2 separate regions of the Mus musculus genome follow, and region 2 is linked to region 1. The links are chromatin contacts, called in public promoter capture Hi-C maps. All regions are on one chromosome and are shown on one strand. The core of a region is the stretch at or near the end of the contact, and the rest is flanking DNA. Distances in the headings are between cores, read along the strand shown.

Region 1 (4,795 bases), core at 834-3,333:
CTCAAGGCACACACGCACACTTGGAAGCAAGAGCGGAAGCAAAGGCCACAGGAACACTGCTTACCGGCTTGTTTGCCTTTTCTTTATTTTTGTTTTTGATTTTTTTGATTTTTTCTGTATTGGTGTTTTGGCTACATGCCCCCCTGCTGCCCAAAGGAGGCCAGAAGAGGATATTGAATCTTGATATTGAAACTTGAGTTACAAACAGTTGTGTGTCACTATGTGGCTGCTGGGAATTGAACTCAGGTTCTCTGGAAGAGCTCTTAACTGCTGAGCCATCTCTCCAGTCCCACTTCCTCTGCCCCAGTTTGCTTTTTTATAAATATGGGCCGGCTTGTCTAGACCTACCAACCAACAGTGGGCTGGGCCCTCCCATGTTAATCATCAGTCTGATGGAGGCAATTCCTTTACTGAGGTTCCTTCTTCCCAAATTTCTAGGTGTGTGTTAAGCTAAGAAAAACTAAGTAGCCAGGGGGATGTAGATAGGATGGCTGGACTTGGTGCTCTGTAGAGATCTGGGTTCAAATTATGAAACCTGCTGTTCACAAGCTGGGTCATCTCAGCAGGGAGCTGTACTTGTTAGTCTTTGCTGTGATAACATTCCTGACAGAGGAGCTTAGAAAAGGATGTACCTCACAGCCCATCATGGCGGCAGGAGCGTGAGGCGGCTGCTCACACTGCATCCCAGTCAGGAAGCAGAGAGAGATGGACGCTGGTGCTCAGCACACTTTCTCCTTTGAGTTCAGATGGGGGCCCCGGCTCATGGGATGGTGCAACCACATCCAGGGAGGGTCTAGTCTTCCCGCCTCAACTAACCAATCTAGATGTTCCCTCACAGACACGCCCAGAGGGGCGTATCATAGTGATTTAAAATCTAGTTGTAGGACCCTTCTTCTTCTACTGGGTTGCCTTATCCAGCCTTAATGTGCTGGAATGTGCCTGGTCTTATTGTAGCTTGTTACGCTGTGTCTGGTTGATGTCCCTGTTAGGACTGTTTTTCTCTGAGGAAAGGAGAGGTGTGGATCTGGGGGAGAGAGGGAGGAGGGGAAATTGTAGTCAGAATGTAATATTTGAGAGAATAATAATAATAATAGTAATAATAATAATAATAATAATAATAATAATAATTAGAGCCAGGCATGTTATACACCTTTAGTCTCAGAACTTGTTGGGGCAGAGGCAGGCCTATGTCTCTAAGTTTGAAGCTACCCTGGTGTATGAAGTGAGTCCACGATAGGCAAGGACTCTGTTACACAGAGAAACCCTGCCTTGAAAATACAAATAAATAAACAAAAACCAACAAATAATTTTTAAAAAAATTACAAAAATAAAATCCAGTCAAGTTGGCAATGAAGGTTAACCCTCATACTAGGTATGGTGACCCCGGAAAGGTTACTCAGCCATTCTGGGCCTCAGTCTCCCCATCTGTTCAGCAGAGTTAGACCCAATGTTGGTGTAAATGCTAAGTGAACTGATGTGTAAGCTGGAATTCAGGTAGGAGGGGTTAAAAGAGGATTGTGTATGTGCTGGGAATCAAACCCAGGACCTCACACATGCCAGACAAGTGTACACTCACTGCAGGCCAGGCCCCTGCTGTAGAACTGTCTTCCTGTCTTCCCAAAAGCAAGCAGCGGGTAGTTTTGTCTCTCTTTTCTGTGATGTATATGGCCTTTGTGTCTGCATGTATGTATGTATGTATGCATGCATGCATGTATGTATATATATATGTGCTTAACAAGCATACCATGCCTAGTTCCCATGAAGGTCAGAAGAGTGGGCACTGGGATTCCAGATTGTCAGGGACTCTGGGAGAGCAACCAGCGCTCTTAGCCACTGAGCCATCTCTTAGCCCCCGTGTCTCTTCTTCTTAAAGCTCTTCCTCCAAGAGGAGGTAAAGTCCCAAAGGGACTGAATATGTTCCAGTATTGATCTGTCTGGCCCGAGCATTTTAAAAGCTAAACAGGGAATAAAGGAGAGAGAGACAAACTGACCAAAGGGAAAACACAAGGCCTGGGGAGGAACAGGGCTGGGGCAGGGGGGCGGGGCTCAGGCTGATGTCACTTCCTTCATCCAATGGCATCTGCACAGGACTCTCACCAACCCTTTTGCTTCCTGATCCCCCCTCCCCCACCTTGCTTCCTCTTTACCCAGAAGATCCAGTCGGTCCCTCGAAAGCTTGCACGGCCATTACTGTCTAGACCACCTGTGCCCATCTGGTAGAACTGGTGAGTCCCAAATGGGCAAAAGCCTTGTCATCAGTCCATTTGAAACAAGCCAGCTTGACCAGTGGTAACTCCTTTTCAGCTGGGTCCCCCTGTTAAGACCTAGCTGCCTGCACTTCCCATCCTCCTGTCTTTCATGGCGTTTGAGAGGGACCATTCAGTCCTTCCAAGGGACCCAAGCAGCCCTAGTCACGTTCACTGTGATTGTCTGCAGCAAGGTCAGTTTCCAGCTCAGTCCCTCAAGGTCTCGCCATGTAGAACTGACTGGCCTGAGACAGGGCATTTACCTCTGCCCCTTTCCTCCAGTGCTGGAATTAATCTATGTGCCATACCCAGCTCTATGTTTTCCCTATTGATGTCCTTGGTCACTCACTTGAGGATTCTGGGTGTCTTTGTATGACTTCAATGGCTGTGATAAAATGCTAGGACTTTAAGCAACCTGGAGAGGAAAGGGTTTATTTCATCCGACAACTTTCTGGCCATGCTCCATCACCGAGTCAGGGAAGAACTCAAGGCAGGAACTGAAGCAGAGCCCATGGAGGAACTCTGCTTACTGGCTTGCTCCCCATGGTTTGCTCAGCCTATTTCTCGTATGCCCAGGACTGCCCAGGGCAGTCATCATTGCGCCCCTCCCACATCCTCACTAAGAAAATGCTACACAGCCTTGCTTTCAACTGCAGCTTACTGACGTGTTTTCTCAATTGTGGTTCCCTCTTCTCAGAGAACTTTAGCTTGTGTTAAGTTGACAACACCAACAAAAGACAGTTGACATGCAATTGTTGTGTCAATTTGACACACCAAATGCATCACTATTCAGCTATAACCTTTCTGTTTTTATCCTCAAGCTCTCAATAATGGCATCAAAATATACAGCATAAGTAACTTTAAAAGTCCTCTACTGTTTAGAAACTCAAATACTTTCAAAGTTGTCTCTTTAAAATATCCAAAGTCTCTTACAAACTTCAAAGCCTTTCTAAAATTCCAAAGTCTCACAACTTGTGGGCTCCTGTAAAATAAAATAATAAGTTACATACTTCTTTCAAACAAGAACATCCGGGGCACAGTTGAGTCAAAGCAGAGCGAAACAGATGTCCCACAGTGCTAGGCTCCGTGCTGACCTTCTGGGACTTGCTCAGGATCTTCTGGACTCCACGAGGCTTGAGCCTCTCTAGCCCTGCCATTCACAGCCTATTCAGCTTGCCTGGTGGGCTCATACTAGCTCCACAGCATACCTGCTGACGGCCTGGCTGGTCATCCCATGGTACTGGCACCTCCAAAATACTGGGGTCTCTGTGATGGCTGCGGCTGGGCTGCATTCTCAGCAGTAGCCTTTCCTGAGCTCTTCTTCAGGAACGCTGATCCTGTCACACTGTGCCAAGCCCCAAGGTCTCCCCATGACCCCTTCAATGCTGGGGCTTCTACTTCAACTGGGGCTGCATTCACTGTTGATTTCTTTTGACCTCTCGTGGTGCCGAATCTCAGGTACTCTTCACAGCTCCTTCATGTGTTCCAAACCAGTACCACGGAGAGATGTTTACACATTTCCAAGTTTGACTGCCAACATGAGAGCCTGGGCTCCTCTTGGACCACAGCTTCTGTGTGCTAACCCTGGGGAAACACTCTTGGGAGATTTCACCTCAGTGATGCTGGTCTCATCTTAATGCCAGCTGATTCTTCAGCCCTGGCTGCTCAGTATCAATTGTCCAAGCAAAGCAAAGGTTTCATTTAATGGTTCCTTGTTGATTACAGCTGATCAGGGTGGCTGATTCTTCAAGGTCTTAGTAGAGTCCTTTAAGGGACCGTCAAAGCTCCCTCTGAAATTTCACAAGCCAGGCCACCCTCATTTGCATTGCTCCCAGCTTTATCTTTTAGGTTCCCACAGTGGTTCATTAAGCTCTGAACCTCTCAATGGCTTTCCTAGCCCAAAATCCCAGAGTTCTACAACCCTTCCAAAACCCAATCAGGTCTGTCACACAAATACCCCATTCCTCATACCAATTTCTGTCTTAGGGTTTCTGTTGTTTTGAGTAAAAATACTACCAACCAAAAGCAACTTCGGGATGTAAATATTTCTTCTTACAACTCTTTGGTTACACATAGACCATCACAGTGGGAAATCGGGGGAGGAACTCAAAGCAGAAACTCAGGCAGAATTCATGGAGGAATGCTGCCTATTGGCTTGAATGTCCACCTCCCTCGGGCCACCTGCCTCAGGGGTGGCACTGTTTTCAATGTGCTAGGCCCTCCCAGGTGACCACTAATGAAGAAAATGTCCCACAGGCTTACCTATAGGCCAGTCCTTTTTTTTTTTTTTAAGATTTATTTACTTTTTTAATATACACTGTCACTGTCTTTAGACACAACAGAAGAGGGCTTCGGACCCCATTAAAGATGGTTGTGAGCCACCATGTGGCTGCTGGGGATTGAACTCGGACCTCTGGAGTAGCTGTTAGTGCTTGTAACCACTGAGTGATCTCTCCAGCTTCCCCCTTATCCCCCCCAACCCCTTTATAGGCCAGTCTTATGGAGACGTTTTCTCAATTGTCCTATCATCTCAGATGACTCTAGATTGT
Region 2 (4,795 bases), core at 1,440-3,939, 97 kb before region 1:
ACCCACAGCAAGGCCTCCCACTGATGACCTTTTGCCAACCCACTCAGGTTACAACATTAGGCCCTGAGCATCCCTGCCCTGCCCTGCACTTCTCTCCCCAGACATCCCTGATTTTCTACTTCCTCTTCCTGTCACGTGTTACTACATCAGAGTGACAGTGGGCTTCTCCTCCAAATTGCTAAGCAGCAAAGGCTGGGGTGGATGCTAGAAAATGGAATTATTTGGGGCTGGGGCTCAGAGATAGCTGAGGAAGTGAGTACTTGCTGTCCAAGCGTGAAGACCCGAGTTCTACCTCCGGAACCTGGGCAAGGGCAGCAAGCAAGAACTGGTCCCAGAGAACTATCATCTGACCTCCTCATGTGCATTACGGCATACCAGTTCCCTCCCCTCCCCACAAAAATGCATAATCTATGTATCTATGTATCTATGTAACTATGTATGTATGTATGTATGTATGTATCTATCTATCTATCTATCTATCTATCTATCTATCTATCTATCTATCTAACTATTAAGCTGGGTTTAGCAATGCAAGTTTATAACCACAGTGCTGGAAAAGACAGAGAATGATCCCTAAGGTTCCTCGGCGAACCAGTCTAGCCAAACCAGTGACCTCCAGGGGCTGTGAGAAACCCCATCTCAAAAACCCAGGTGCCCCGAAGCTGGAGAGATGGTTCAGTTGTGAGGAGTGCCCACTGCTCTTGCAGGGGACTCTAGTTCAGTTCCAAGTCTCCAAGCTGGGCAGTTACACACACACACACACACACACACACACACACACACACACACTCAGCCCTGAGTGCATGATGGGTATCTCTGTGACTTCTCTCATTTGTTGTGTCAGGTTTCTCCCTGCTGGCTGAGGCAGAGACAGGGGCTGAGGCAGGTAAGGACGCACTGACTCTTTCACCCTCTAATGAAAGGCAGTGACAGCATGTGGCATCCCTGGGGCTGTGGCTCAGTTGGGAGAGTACTTGCCTGACGTGCACAAAGCCCCAGGTTTGGTCTCCAGAATGGAATAAAACAAGGCATATTGGTGGACCCCTGTAGTTCAAGTACTGAGGAGGGGAGGTAAGAGAATCAGGAGCTCAAGGCCATCTTGGGTTGCGTGAGATCCTGTCTTAAAACAAACCAAACAGCAACAACAAAGAGGGAGGACCAATGGGAGAGATGGGAGGACGGGCAATGAGTCTGAGTATCTGGATTCCTTTATGTCTGTCTTGCCTTCTGAGCTCAACTTCCTGAGATTCTGGTGCTCCCACCCTAGCTCTGGTCACCCCAGGCACCAATCTCTGAAATCTCTGGCTTAGGGGAAATTGTCTCAGACCTGATCAACTTCTTATTTATTCTAAAAAGGCTGGGCACAGGACTGGGGACTTGATGGGCACAGAAATAAAATGTTTCTCTATATACCTGTCGACTATAACACATGCTTAATAAAAGTTTGATGGATCTATAATGGGTAGATGGATGGATTGATGGACTAGTAGGTGAATGGATGGATGACGCATGGACCAGTCATGAAGGCATTGGTAGTTGTCTAGAGGATTGCTACGTATGGTTCCCTACATGGACAAATTGAACTTATGGGAACGACAGAAAACCAAGTCACAGAGAAAAGAAAGTTACCATTTTATCTTTTCAGGGTGTGAAGGGCCCTAAGTTCAAAGTCCTTAAATGGATGCAATCTTGTGTATTTTATAAGGTCCCAGGGTCCTCCTCTCCCCTCTATTGGTCCTGTTTAGATACCTACCCCTGTGTCTTCTTACCATCTCTCATCCTAATGTCTTCTGGGAACAAGCCATCATCTCAGAGAGCCTGCTTTTGCTCCTTTTAGTCCCCTTTAGATGGATAGATGGATGGGCAGGTAGAGTGAGGGATGGATGGATGGATGGATAGATGGATGGATGTAGAGATCAATGGAAGAATAGGTAGAAAGAAAGATGGACAGGTAGATGTACGTATGTATGAACAGGTAGACCAATGGATGGATAGATAGATCAATGGATGAATGGGTGGAAAGATGGATAGACAGGTAGATGAATGAATGGATAGATAGATGGATAGGTAGATGTATGTGTAAATGTATGTATGTATGTATGTATGTATGTATGTATGTATGGACAGGTTGATCAATGGATGGATGATAGGCAGATCAAAGGATGTATGGATAGATAGATGGATGGATAGGCAGATCAGTAGATGGATGGATGGATGGATGATGGATGGATGGATGGATGGATGGATGGATGGATGGACAGGTAGATGGATGGATAGATGGATGAATGGTTGGATGGATAGACAGACAGGTAAATCAATAGATGAATGAGTGGACAGAAGGCAGGGAGATAAGGAGGACTCTACTCACTATGCAGCTACAAAAACTGAGGCTCAGAGAACCAAGTAACTTACCCAGGATTTCACGCAATAAGCCACAGAGCAAAGTCATCTAAAACATTTTCCCTTGGCTGTGGCCCAGGCAGGATGACAGCCCTCCCCCAGCTTTCTCTTGCCAGAACCCCAAATAATTGCTGACTCCACTGGACAAGAAATGGGCAACAACTTCCCCATTTTTTGGACCACAGAATGCTCAACGATTTTCGAGGAAGTCCGTGGGGGAGAGGGCGGGAGGGACACCAGAGCCTCTATCTCCTGAGCTGTCCATATAAAGACCAGTGGGAGGGAGATCGGGGTGTCCTCATATCTCCAGGATCTCTTTTCTGCACCCCAGCTTTGAACTCTGAGCTGTGCCTGACCTCCAGAACATGGCGGGCTCTGCTACGATCGTTGCCGGCCTCCTTCTCCTGGTAGCCTGCGCGTGTTGCATCTTCCCCATAGGTGAGACTTCTGGGCCAGTGTGGGGCTGCTGGTAGCAAAAGCTTCTAAGGCCATGGCTGGTTTGGCACAGTGAAGGGTGAGGGAACCAAGAAGTCTGGAGCTGGGGCTGAGGGAGGCACTAAGTGGCTGGGGTATGACAGGCTCTGTGTCTGCAGTTGAGCCTACGGCAGGCTGGATACTGACCTGATTCTTCTCTTTCCTTTCAGATTCTGTGACCATCCCCTCATCTTGCTGCACGTCCTTTATTTCCAAGAAAATTCCAGAAAACCGAGTGGTTAGCTACCAGTTGGCCAACGGCAGCATCTGTCCCAAGGCAGGGGTCATGTGAGTATCTAACTCCAGGGTCCCGAACTCCAGGGTTCTCCTCCTCCCGAGGAGGTCCAGCCCTGGGCATCTCTGAAGAAGGCACTAGACTTCATGAACTTCAGCTTCCTCACCCAGGAAACTAGGGGGAGAGCAGGGCAGGGAGGTAGGTCAGTTCGTAGTATGCTTGCTTAGGATACATGAAGCCCTGCGTGGTTCCATCCCTAATATCACATAACAACCAGGACATGGTATAGGCCAGTAATTCCAACACTCAGGAGGCTAAGAACATCCACAAAGTACCAAATGTGGGCAAGGTATTGTGCACGGAGGGAAATACATGATATGCCATCAGTCTAACTAGTCTTCTCAACAATTTCATAAGACAATGCCAGAACCCCTGCCTAGAATCCCCCAGGGAGGGGCTGGGGACGTGGCTCATCAATAGTCTACTTTCCTAACTTGTAGAAAACTCTGGGTTTCATTCCCAGCATGGCAAAACCAAAAACAATCTCACAGAGAACATAGGACTTTTTCCATTTTAATGAAGGTAGTTGAGGCTCAGTAAGACCTCAGGCTCAAGGCTGCATGACCACCCAGGTCTCTAGATTTCACATAGCTTCAGAGCCACCTTTTCACCTGGGGTAACAAGCATGACCTCGTGTCTTAAGCTATGCTGTACAGGGGGAATGACATGTTAATATTCCCCCAGCTGACATCAGAGCGTCCCTGAGAGCTGGCACCAAAGGGGGCATCCAGGGCTCACCTCTCAGCTATAGCAGGCCCAGGAGCCATGTTTCCATGCCTAGTGTGATCTGATGATGTTTACCTTTAAAAAATGGGTATGTGTGTAGATGAGCTGGGCATGAGTGTCCACGTCATGTGTGTGCATGTCTGTGGAGACCAGAGGCTAATTTTGGGTGTCACCAAGTATACTGAGCACCTCCTTCAAAATAGAAGTCTCTCTCTCTTTTTTTAATTAAGTTTTGTGTGTGTGTGTGTGTGTGTGTGTGTGCATGCACACATGCATGCACTCTGCAGAACATGTATAGGGGTTCTCTTATTCTACCCTGTGGGTCCCAGAAATAGAACTCAGGCTTGGCGACAAGCACTTTCCCTGCTGAACCGTCTCTGGCTTCCTCACCGGCCTGGAGCTCACCAAGTAGTTTAGGCTAGCTGGCTGTCAAGCTGTGGGGAATCCCCCTAGCTCTGCCTCCTCAGTGCTGAGATTACAAGCTCATGCCACCATGCTTGGAGTCCTGACAATTGAACGTGTATCCTCACAGTTGTAAGGCATACATTTTCCCCAGCTAAGCTGACCTCTCAGATCTGTTCTCCTGCTATAGATCTGACACAGACCATATCTGTATCACCATATCCAGCACCATACTTCAAAGGCAGAGCCTCCTTTGTCTCACAGGGACGCCACAGAATGAGCGTATCCGCACACTCCACCATCCTGTCCCCCAGTGGTAAAACACAGAATTCGCAGAGAAGTCTCATGTCAGGGGCTTCCTAGCGCCAAGGGCAGGCGGGCAGCTGAGACTCGCTTGCGCTCACTTCCTCATAAAGGGAAGGTTAGTCTCCACACCTGGCAGGACGTCAAACTAAACCCTGCCCTTCTTTCCTACAGCTTCATCACCAAGAAGGGCCA

Evidence for each region. Promoter capture Hi-C pulls out the DNA fragments that hold promoters and counts their contacts.
Region 2: a contact with region 1 is called in a promoter capture Hi-C map of macrophages, with 6 read pairs. The contact joins the promoter of Ccl24 here to the enhancer-like site in region 1. A contact is called at or near these places in 2 of 39 promoter capture datasets (cranial neural crest and macrophages), 3 of 115 datasets of contacts at active chromatin or transcription factors (embryonic stem cells and pancreatic cancer cells) and 3 of 9 other capture datasets (adipose tissue, embryonic stem cells and pancreatic islet).

The regions. Positions count from the first base shown.
Region 1 is chr5:135,473,714-135,478,508 of GRCm38.p6, reverse strand. All of the region lies in intron 1 of Hip1 (huntingtin interacting protein 1), which reads left to right. Among named protein-coding and RNA genes, the nearest start is that of Gm52790, 60 kb to the left of the region's middle. Within about 2 kb of position 2,083, at least 20 of the 459 cell types and tissues checked have an H3K27ac peak or open chromatin away from gene starts, as enhancers often do. A contact at or near this core is called in macrophages, where this site is marked.
Region 2 is chr5:135,570,943-135,575,737 of GRCm38.p6, reverse strand. Ccl24 (chemokine (C-C motif) ligand 24) reads left to right here and starts at 2,689. Exons shown (of 3, transcript NM_019577.5): 1 at 2,689-2,838; 2 at 3,045-3,162; 3 at 4,775-4,795. The coding sequence starts at 2,766.